2 separate regions of the Mus musculus genome follow, and region 1 is linked to region 2. A link is a contact called in public HiChIP or PLAC-seq data. All regions are on one chromosome and are shown on one strand. Each heading gives the region's core, a stretch centred on a gene start, on an enhancer-like site or on the middle of the called end of the contact. The rest is flanking DNA. Distances are from core to core; before and after follow the strand shown. Region 1 has its middle 49 kb from the start of Resf1. Region 2 holds the start of Etfbkmt (electron transfer flavoprotein beta subunit lysine methyltransferase).

Region 1 (4,109 bases), core at 785-3,284, 120 kb before region 2:
ACCCATTCTGGGGACTTCAAACACCTGGTGCTGGCATAGATTAGGTTGGCTATCTCAGAAAGTCCTATGATCTATAACTAGCAGTAATAAACTGCCCCCCCCCGGAATTTTCATGCTTGTTTTTTCAATATGAAAGTGAGATTTTGCAGGATGGCTGATATACAGTTTGGAAAAGTATCTGCCTCCCTTCCTCTAGGTTGTAGCTTGGGTATATGACCTGAGGGACACAAAGCTGAGGACACATAGCTGACTCTATATGCTGGGGTTTGAAGGATCTCTAACAGAGCTTCTGTTGCCTATTTACATTTCTTCTCAGTGGCCAAAGCTATGAGGAGGCCATCTGATACCATAGCAGGGTACTTTTTTTTATATACTTTGTCTAAATATATAAAACAGATCTGTACTCAAGGCTTCCTCAGACAATGTTGGTGAGTGTTTGAACTCTTGCAGCAACCAAATCCATGTTAGTTAACTTTTATATCTACTCTCTGGATCTGTCCATTCAAAAGCAAATATGGTTTGACTGGCCAGATCCACTGGGAGGCAGAAGAAAGTATCCTTTATATCTAGCATCATATAGATCTTTCTTTTTGAAAGAAACAGGCTGGGCTGAGGGTGGGGGGGTTGTTATAAGTGTACTTCGGGATGGATGGTTTCTGTTCATTTATTTACTTCCCTCAAATACTGTACTGGTCAAAGTTTTGAGTACTGTGTTTCAGTATGGGAAGCAAGGGAGTGTTCCATGGAGAATGACAGGAAATGAGAATTCCTGACTGCCTCAGTTGCTTGATGTGTTTGTTAATTCCTGGCCCATGGGGCATTGTTTAACCCACACTGGTATTGCAGAACTTAATAACTGAACTACAATGGGCGCCAGTGTGCTATCAAGCCTAGTGGATTTCCTTCTGCTCAAATATCAGGTACCTTGAGTTATGTAGATAGCGCTTCCTTCCTAGTGGCAGAGTTCTCATATAAGAGAGACTCCTGGAATAGAGAATAGGTGATCAGAATGCTCACAGGGGTTTGGCCTGAGTCTAGAGTTAGATAAGCCAAGTTTTCCTCAAAAGAGATGATGGCTCTGAGTTTTTGTAACAAGTCCCTCTCAGTCAGTGGGTATAGAAAATAATCTGGCATAATCAGAAGAGAGTGAGTTATAGTCTCCTACAGGCTCAGAGATATCCATGGGAAATAGAGTGTTTGGCCTATAGCTCTTTGGATCACTATTTTCTTGGAGGTGAGGAGTCTAAGTAGTTCTTTCAAGACAGAGTGAGCTGACCCAGTGTCTATCAGGAAGTTGACAGGTTCCCCCCATCCTTATGGTCATCCTGGATTCCCAGGGACTAAGTCATATTGCTAAGTTATATATAGTTACTAAATATATATATATATATAACTCCCCTGTCCCCTTCAATTTAGTTGGAGAATGGGACAGCTTCCCTTTTTTTTTTTTTTTTTTTTCTTTCAGCTAGTGCTTTCCTTCTTCCTGTGGCCCTTCTGCTTAAAATAGGCACATTTTCCAAACATTTTCTTTCCCTTTCTTCTAGCCCATTTTCCCTATTTTCTCTCTTAACTTTTTTTTGGTTTTCTTTCCCTGTCTGTTTTCAGCTGATTCTTGGTTGTCATAAACTTTCTGAGCAATTTCCAAAAGCTGAAATCTATCCATACCCTCAAATCCCTCTTAATTTTTGGAGCTTTCTTTTTATGTCTGGGGCTGAGTGCATGACAAAGCCATGGAAAAACCACAACTTGTTCCAGGAGCCAAGCCACCCCTAGCAACAGCTATAACTTTTGTAACAATAGTCACTCCACCCTGAATAACAGCCAATCAGCTCCTAAGAGGAAAGTACCTAATGTTTCAGATGTTTTGAAATAGATTACACAAGTTAACCACAATTGTGCATAAGAAGCTGAAATCATTACTAGACAATAGAAATGTGCAAAGATACGATTTTCAAATATTAACCAATCATGTAACTGCTGTGTTGGAAGGCCCTCTAGCCTGCCGTACATGTGATAAAAAGGCAAGGCTTCATCATCTCAGGACCTCCCACACCTATCCACTGTGTTAGAAAGGTTGGAGAGTCCGAGCTCAGGCTTGAATAAAGACTCTTTGTTTTTGCATATGAGTCAGATTCCTTGTGGTCTCTGGTGTTACATGGGAACCTCTCAATTTGGGTATAACCCAATCAGGGAGGATGGCAAAGGAGAAGGCTTGAAGACACCAGAACAACCAGGGAGGTAGGAAAATGACACTCCATAAAAGGCAGGGAAAACCAATAGTTCACATGAGCAAGTATTATTCTTTTTTTGTTTGCTTGCTTTGTTTGCTTTCTTTTTTGTTTTGTTTGTGTGTGTGTGTGTTTTGTTTTTTGTTTTTGGAGACAGGGTTTCTCTGTGTAGCCTTGGCTGTCCTGGAACTCACTTTGTAGACCAGGCTGGCCTCGAACTCAGAAACCTGCGTGCCTCTGCCTCCCAAGTGCTGGAATTAAAGGGGTGCGCCACCACACCCAGCTTGCAAGTATTATTCTGTTAAAGTCATATAAGGAACTGGAAAACATTCTTTGTATTTAACAACAACAACAACAACAACAAAAGGGTTTAATTGGAGATCCAAGCCTAGAAGTACAAAACACTATAAATAATGACTAGAATTCTGAAAATAAAGTTGAAGGAGTTTTACACAATGATTTCAAGACTTACTACATCCAGAAGTGCAGTATTAGGAATGTAAAAGAAACTCAAAGTAATAGGATTAATGGTATAAAGGATTTACTAGTAGAATTGCTTAGGAGACAGCAAATCACAGAAATTAGAATTGAGCTAAGGGAATGCTGCCTCCAAAATATCTCCAAAATAAATAATATGCTAACCAGGCCTATTAGAGACAAACAAAATTTCAATGCTAAGATGTAAATGTTCACCAGGACTGAGACATTAAGTTCATTCCCAAAGAAAATGCAACTAACTGGAAGCACAAGGGGACAGCATGAGCCTACAACCTGGGCTGCCATAGAGCCCTCAGTTCTCTTTTTTAAAAAAGAATAATTCAAGCCGGGTGTTCCAGGACAGCCAGGGCTATACAGAGAAACCCTGTCTTGAACAAACCAAAAAAAAAAAAAAAAATAATAATAATAATAATAATAATAATAATAATTCTGCTGGGTGGTGGTGGCCCCAGCACTCAGGAAGCAGAGGCAGGCGGATTTCTGAGTTCGAGGCCAGCCTGGTCTACAAAGTGAGTTCCAGGACAGCCAGGACTCTACAGAAAAACCCTGTCTTGAAAAATCAAAACAAAACAAATCAAAAAAAAAAAAAAAGAATAATTCTTCCAGATGGGCAAGATAGCCCCAGGCAACAATACTGGCAATATATTTGATGTATAAACCTTCCACCTGCCCAAGTGGCAAGACCTGTAGACTCCTGTCTGTGTTTAAATTTTTTAAAATGTAATCTAGGGCTGGAAATTAAAATATTTAAGGATCACAACATATGTAAAATTCATAAGTATATGGCATATATAGGTATGTCAAATCTTCTGTTTAGGATCAACTCTTATTTGAATACTAGCCTAGGCCAAACAAGCACTATTAAAGAGCTTTTTCTTTGTTAATCTCCAAATGTGTATAGCAATTTCCCATTGGGAAGGCATTTTACTTTTGTAACACTAGGAGGTTATCTTGTTGTAGACAGACAGACAGACAGCAGACACACACACACACAAAATTACACAATGATGTCTACATAAGTAATGGTAACATCTAATGGTACCTCCAATTTTTGTGAGCCTTGTTATTTAACTGGTCTTTTCTCTTTCATGACCTAGACTTTTTCCTCTACTGACCAAATAATGTCTCCTTCCTTTATATCTTTCTGACTAAGCTGACTCATTAATGTACATGCATCTGTTCTTTCAGGTCCGTTAAGCCCCTCATACAATTCATATTGCATCCTTATATTTTGCCTAGTTGAGAAATCCTGTAAAGAACAGCTCTTACACTGTTTGTGAATTTTTGAACTCATGTTTTCAGAGTTATTTCCCACAGCCTTAAGGACTGTCCTAAAGGTCACCGAATCATCATTTTGTGGAAAATTACCAGACACAGTATTGC
Region 2 (4,443 bases), core at 905-3,404:
TTTTTTTTAAGATGTATTTATTTTATGTATGTGAGTACTGTTACTGTCTTCAGATATACCATTAGAGGGTATCAGATCCTATTACAGATGGTTGTGAGTCACCATGTGGTTGCTGGGAATTGAACTCAGGACCTCTGGAAGAGCAGTGAGTGCTCCTAACCGCTGAGCCATCTCTCCAGGCCCACTTTTTTTTTTCCTGTGAAATCCTTTCAGTAATTCATAATCACAAATATACAGGCATACTATTTTTATAACAATGTTCATGAAATGAAATAAGGTATATCTTTTTGTTTGTTTTGGTCTTAGGATAGCCTTGCATGTAAAGAAATGGCTCAGCAGTTAAAGAGCACCTGATGCTCTTGCAGTGGACCCAGGTTCGGTTCCTAGCATCCACACGCAGCTCACAATCATAACTTCAGTTCCAGGGGATCTGGTGCCCTCCTCTGGCTTTTTTCAGGCAGCAGACACACACACACACCACACACAGTGTGTTTATACACATGCAGGCAAAGCATATCCATCAAATAAAATATAGACTTATACCATAGCCCAGGCTGCAATGGAATTCACTATGTAGACCAAACAGACATCAAATTTGTAGTGTTCCTCCTCCCTCCAAGGTTTATTGTTGCTTGGGTCAGATCCAGGGCTTCATGCATTCAAGGCAAGCACTCTACCATATGAGCTTTAAGGTTTACAGCAGAGTAATATGGGAATTACTGTGTATTAGGATACCATGTCTTCCCAGCACTGGCAGTTTGGTTATGAAGTTATAAAGCCAATCTAGGTAGGTACTCAAATTATGTTACTGGAATGACATCAGGCTGGGCACAATAGTAAACTCCTGGCCTTTAATCTGAGCACTTGGGAGGCAGAGGCAGGCAGATCTCCATGGAAAAAGGAAACAATGATAAGAATTCAAGTCAGCCCTGTCTGTGTACTCGGTAATACCTGATTGAACTGGCATTACTGTCTAAAGGTTCTTGATTGGATTCAGTTTTCTCTGCCAAGAGTTTAAAAACTTCTGAGCTCAACAGGTAGCAGTGGAGAAATATCAAAACCTGAAGACAGAAGCAGACAGAATCAGATGTTGAAGAAATGCTTTTATTGGGGTAAAGAAACACACACATGCAGCAAACGCAGAGAAAAAGCCCCTCCTCGGCAAAGCAGAGGGTAGCTGAAAATAGTCCCTTCTTGAGAATTGGGGGGACGGGTTGTTTTTGATTTTGAAGTCTCTGAAGAGGTTTCCTCCCCTAATTTAGTGTGAGTCACTTTGAAGAATGAGAAAATGGTTGAAAAACTGCCCTGATCTGGCTTTGAACTTTTTGAACCAGGCCATCAGCATGGGAAGGAGAAAAAGCTACAAGGCTTTTTAAATTGCCAGGCTTTTTTTTTTTTGGTCTTGGGTCAGGTGGGTGAGGAAAAGCCAACCATCTTTAAAGTTTTCCACCTTTATTACCCATCCATGGCCCCTCTTCCTATCTGCCCACTGTAGGACTGCCTCCCTGTACTACTACTTTACAAAAAGACAGACAGACAGACCGGATGGATGGATGAACGAATAAACGAACCGAACCAACCAACTAACCAACCGCCTAGAAAGAAGGCTCGGGTATTAAGAGAGCTGCTTTTCTTCTACAGGTCCACAGATTCCAATGTCTTAGCTTCTGGAGACACATTCTGGCCTCCACAGGCGCACGTGCACACACAGATAAAGTACGTAAACAAGCAAACAGTGCAGGGCATTTCTCTAATTTCATTACTTGGGAAGCTAAGTAAGGCAGGGCTGCCTCTAACTCGAAACAGTCTAGGCTACATTGCAGCCCAGAGACTACAACCTGAGACTCTGTGCCAAGCAAACAAAAAGGTTAAACTCCAAACAATGTTGTGACCACGTTACTTTCCTCCAAAACAAAGGACAGGAGTCTACTTTAAAGGGTAGTGCAGTCCTTGTGGCCTTACCTGACTTTATTCGATCAGCAAGTGGAACTCGCCCTTCACGTGCAGGAGAAAAAAAAAAACAAGTACGGTAGGTCTCCTTTTTCGGGAGAGGAAGACTGAGCCCGTGGCTCTAACTACACAGCGTAGTGGGTACGTGAAGGCGGCGAAATTTGGAACCAATGAGACGCGGAACGCGGGGCCGCCCGGACCGAAGGGCTTACGCACCGGCTCCGCCCTCTTTCGAACTGTGTTTTGTTTTGGATGTCCCTCGGTTCCCAAGGCAACTGGGAACGCCGAAGCCCTAACCTGGCGACTCCTCAGGTCAGACCCTATAGACCTGAATGAAGCGCAATTGCACAACTCGTGTGAGCCATGTCTGCGAATTCTGATTTCTAAAACCTCTTGCTGGACTTATGCTGCTAGCACTGTATGCCAAGCATACTGTTAAGAGTATGAACCTGGAGTGGCAAGTAAAGTTTTATGACATTCAGTTGCGGTGTGTCATAATTATAAAGTCACACGTAAGACTGTTTTCAGCCTGTAGGTTCAGGATCTATTATATCCAACTTTCTAATGACTAAATTTTCCACTGGCCCCTCAACTCAAGACTTCAAAATTAACCCATTTCACCTTCATTACCGAAAATCTGCTATGATGTACAAGAAAGAAAAACATCCCAAACTAAGAAAATGGCAAACCATGTTGCTGTATCTAAATTTACAAATTGAAAAATGTTCTTCAGATGCCTGGTCAAAATCTGATTTGGGGCTTGGGGATGTAACTCAGTTATTATGAATGTTTATATAGCATGAGACCCTGGGATCCATCTCTAATTCTAGCACTTAGGAGAGGATGGTTCAAGGTCATACTCAGCAAGTTAGAAGTTAGCCTGGGATAGATGAGACACGGTCTCAAAAGGAAAGGGAAAGGGAAAAAGGGAAAGGGAAAGGGAAAAGGGAGGGAAGGAGAGGAGAAGGGAGGGGAGGGAAGGGAAGGGAAACAAAACCTGGACTCTATCTAGGTGGCTCAATGAGTAGAGGCCCACTGCCAAGCCTAACAACCTGAGTTTCTCAGGACCTACATGGTAGAAGGAAAGAAGAACTGTCCTCTGACTATCACCCCCAACACACACACACACACACACCAGAATACATACATGTAATACAAACTTTAGAAATCTGTATTTAGCGGCCAGAGAAATGCTCAGTGGTTGAACATGTATAGTGCTTGCCTAGGATCTGAGTTCTCTTCTCAGACCCATATAGGGTGGTTCACAATTCCTGTGATCCCAGCTCCAGGAGATCTGATATCTCTGGCCTACTTGGGTACTTCGTACTCATGTACGAAGACATACCCAGACACACATAATTAAAAATGAAAAATTTAAAGTTCCAGATGTAGTGACATGTGCTTCAAATCCCAGAATTTAGCCAGTATAGGTAGGTGAAGCTCTGTAAGATAAGGGCCAACCTGATCTACATAGCAAGTCCCAGACCTAGTGAGATCCTATCTCAAAAATGGGGGGTTGGGAGGGTTGGAGGAATTTTTAAAAATCGGAGACTGGCAGTGGTGGCATATGCCTTTAACCCCTCAGGAGGCAGAGGCAGGTAGATCTCTGTGAGTTCAAAGTCAGCCTGGTCTATAGTGCCAGTTCCAGAACAGTCAAGGCTAGACCAAGAAACCTTGCCTTAGACAGACAGACAGACAGACAGACAGATAGATAGATAGATAGATGATAGATAGATCTGTACTTATAACTTACCCTCTCATCCTGTCCTTTCATGATAGATATATAGTTCTACCAGAGCTAAACCTTTAGTCCAGGGCCCTGTGCTTTCCTTTTAATGATTTCCCAGCTGTTCATAACTAAAATCTCTAAGAGCCTGTAAGGAGAACACCACCATTATACCAAGTAACAGCCCCAAATGTATTATCCTTTGCCTCGAATGAATGGTATGCTCCTTTCTGATAATGGGAGGACTGTTGCATTGACCAATCATATTTTGACACAAGGGATTAAATGAGGAGGTTAACACTGATGACTAGGCCTTATCCAGGTCACCTGATTTCAGGGTCATTGAGTCAGCCTTTGCAGCCAGGTCACCTCCTGGACTCTGACCTGAAATTTAGGGTGACAGAGGAATAAAGAAGTGGGCAAGCAGCATGTAGTCAATTAAGTCAAGACAGGCAGCACACTTATGACTTGTGTGCCTCAGTTTAGATAACAGGATAGCAGCATCTTCCCTTCTTAACATTCTTTACTGGTTAACAGACAAACATGAAACATCTGAATAAGGACAGGAGTTGGGACCTGGGGCCTGGAAACAGAAACTCAATTTTGATCCTGCCAGCAAGGTGGAACGTCTTCCTGCGATGAAAACTCAGCAGCAAGTATCAGAGATTGTGTTGGTTTGACTATGCTTGGCTCAGGAAGTGGCACTATTAGGAGGTGTGACCTTGTTGAAGGAAGTATGTCACTGTGGGGCTGGGCTTTGAGACTCT

The links. HiChIP or PLAC-seq counts read pairs in DNA pulled down with a chosen protein or histone mark.
Region 1: an H3K27ac HiChIP or PLAC-seq map of embryonic fibroblasts shows a contact between it and region 2, with 17 read pairs. The contact joins the enhancer-like site here to the promoter of Etfbkmt in region 2. A contact is called at or near these places in 1 of 39 promoter capture datasets (macrophages), 12 of 484 Hi-C or Micro-C datasets (ECoMG myeloid progenitors, the G1E-ER4 cell line, the MC38 cell line and 7 more), 15 of 115 datasets of contacts at active chromatin or transcription factors (the SCID.adh cell line, bone marrow-derived macrophages, differentiating embryonic stem cells and 10 more) and 5 of 9 other capture datasets (adipose tissue, embryonic stem cells, liver and 2 more).

Annotation. Positions count from the first base shown.
Region 1 is chr6:149,258,851-149,262,959 of GRCm38.p6, reverse strand. No RefSeq gene overlaps it. Among named protein-coding and RNA genes, the nearest start is that of Resf1, 49 kb to the left of the region's middle. Within about 2 kb of position 2,034, at least 95 of the 459 cell types and tissues checked have an H3K27ac peak or open chromatin away from gene starts, as enhancers often do. A contact at or near this core is called in ECoMG myeloid progenitors, the G1E-ER4 cell line, the MC38 cell line and 9 more, where this site is marked.
Region 2 is chr6:149,139,224-149,143,666 of GRCm38.p6, reverse strand. Etfbkmt (electron transfer flavoprotein beta subunit lysine methyltransferase) reads right to left here and starts at 2,154. Exons shown (of 5, transcript NM_001252095.1): 1 at 1,963-2,154; 2 at 952-1,061.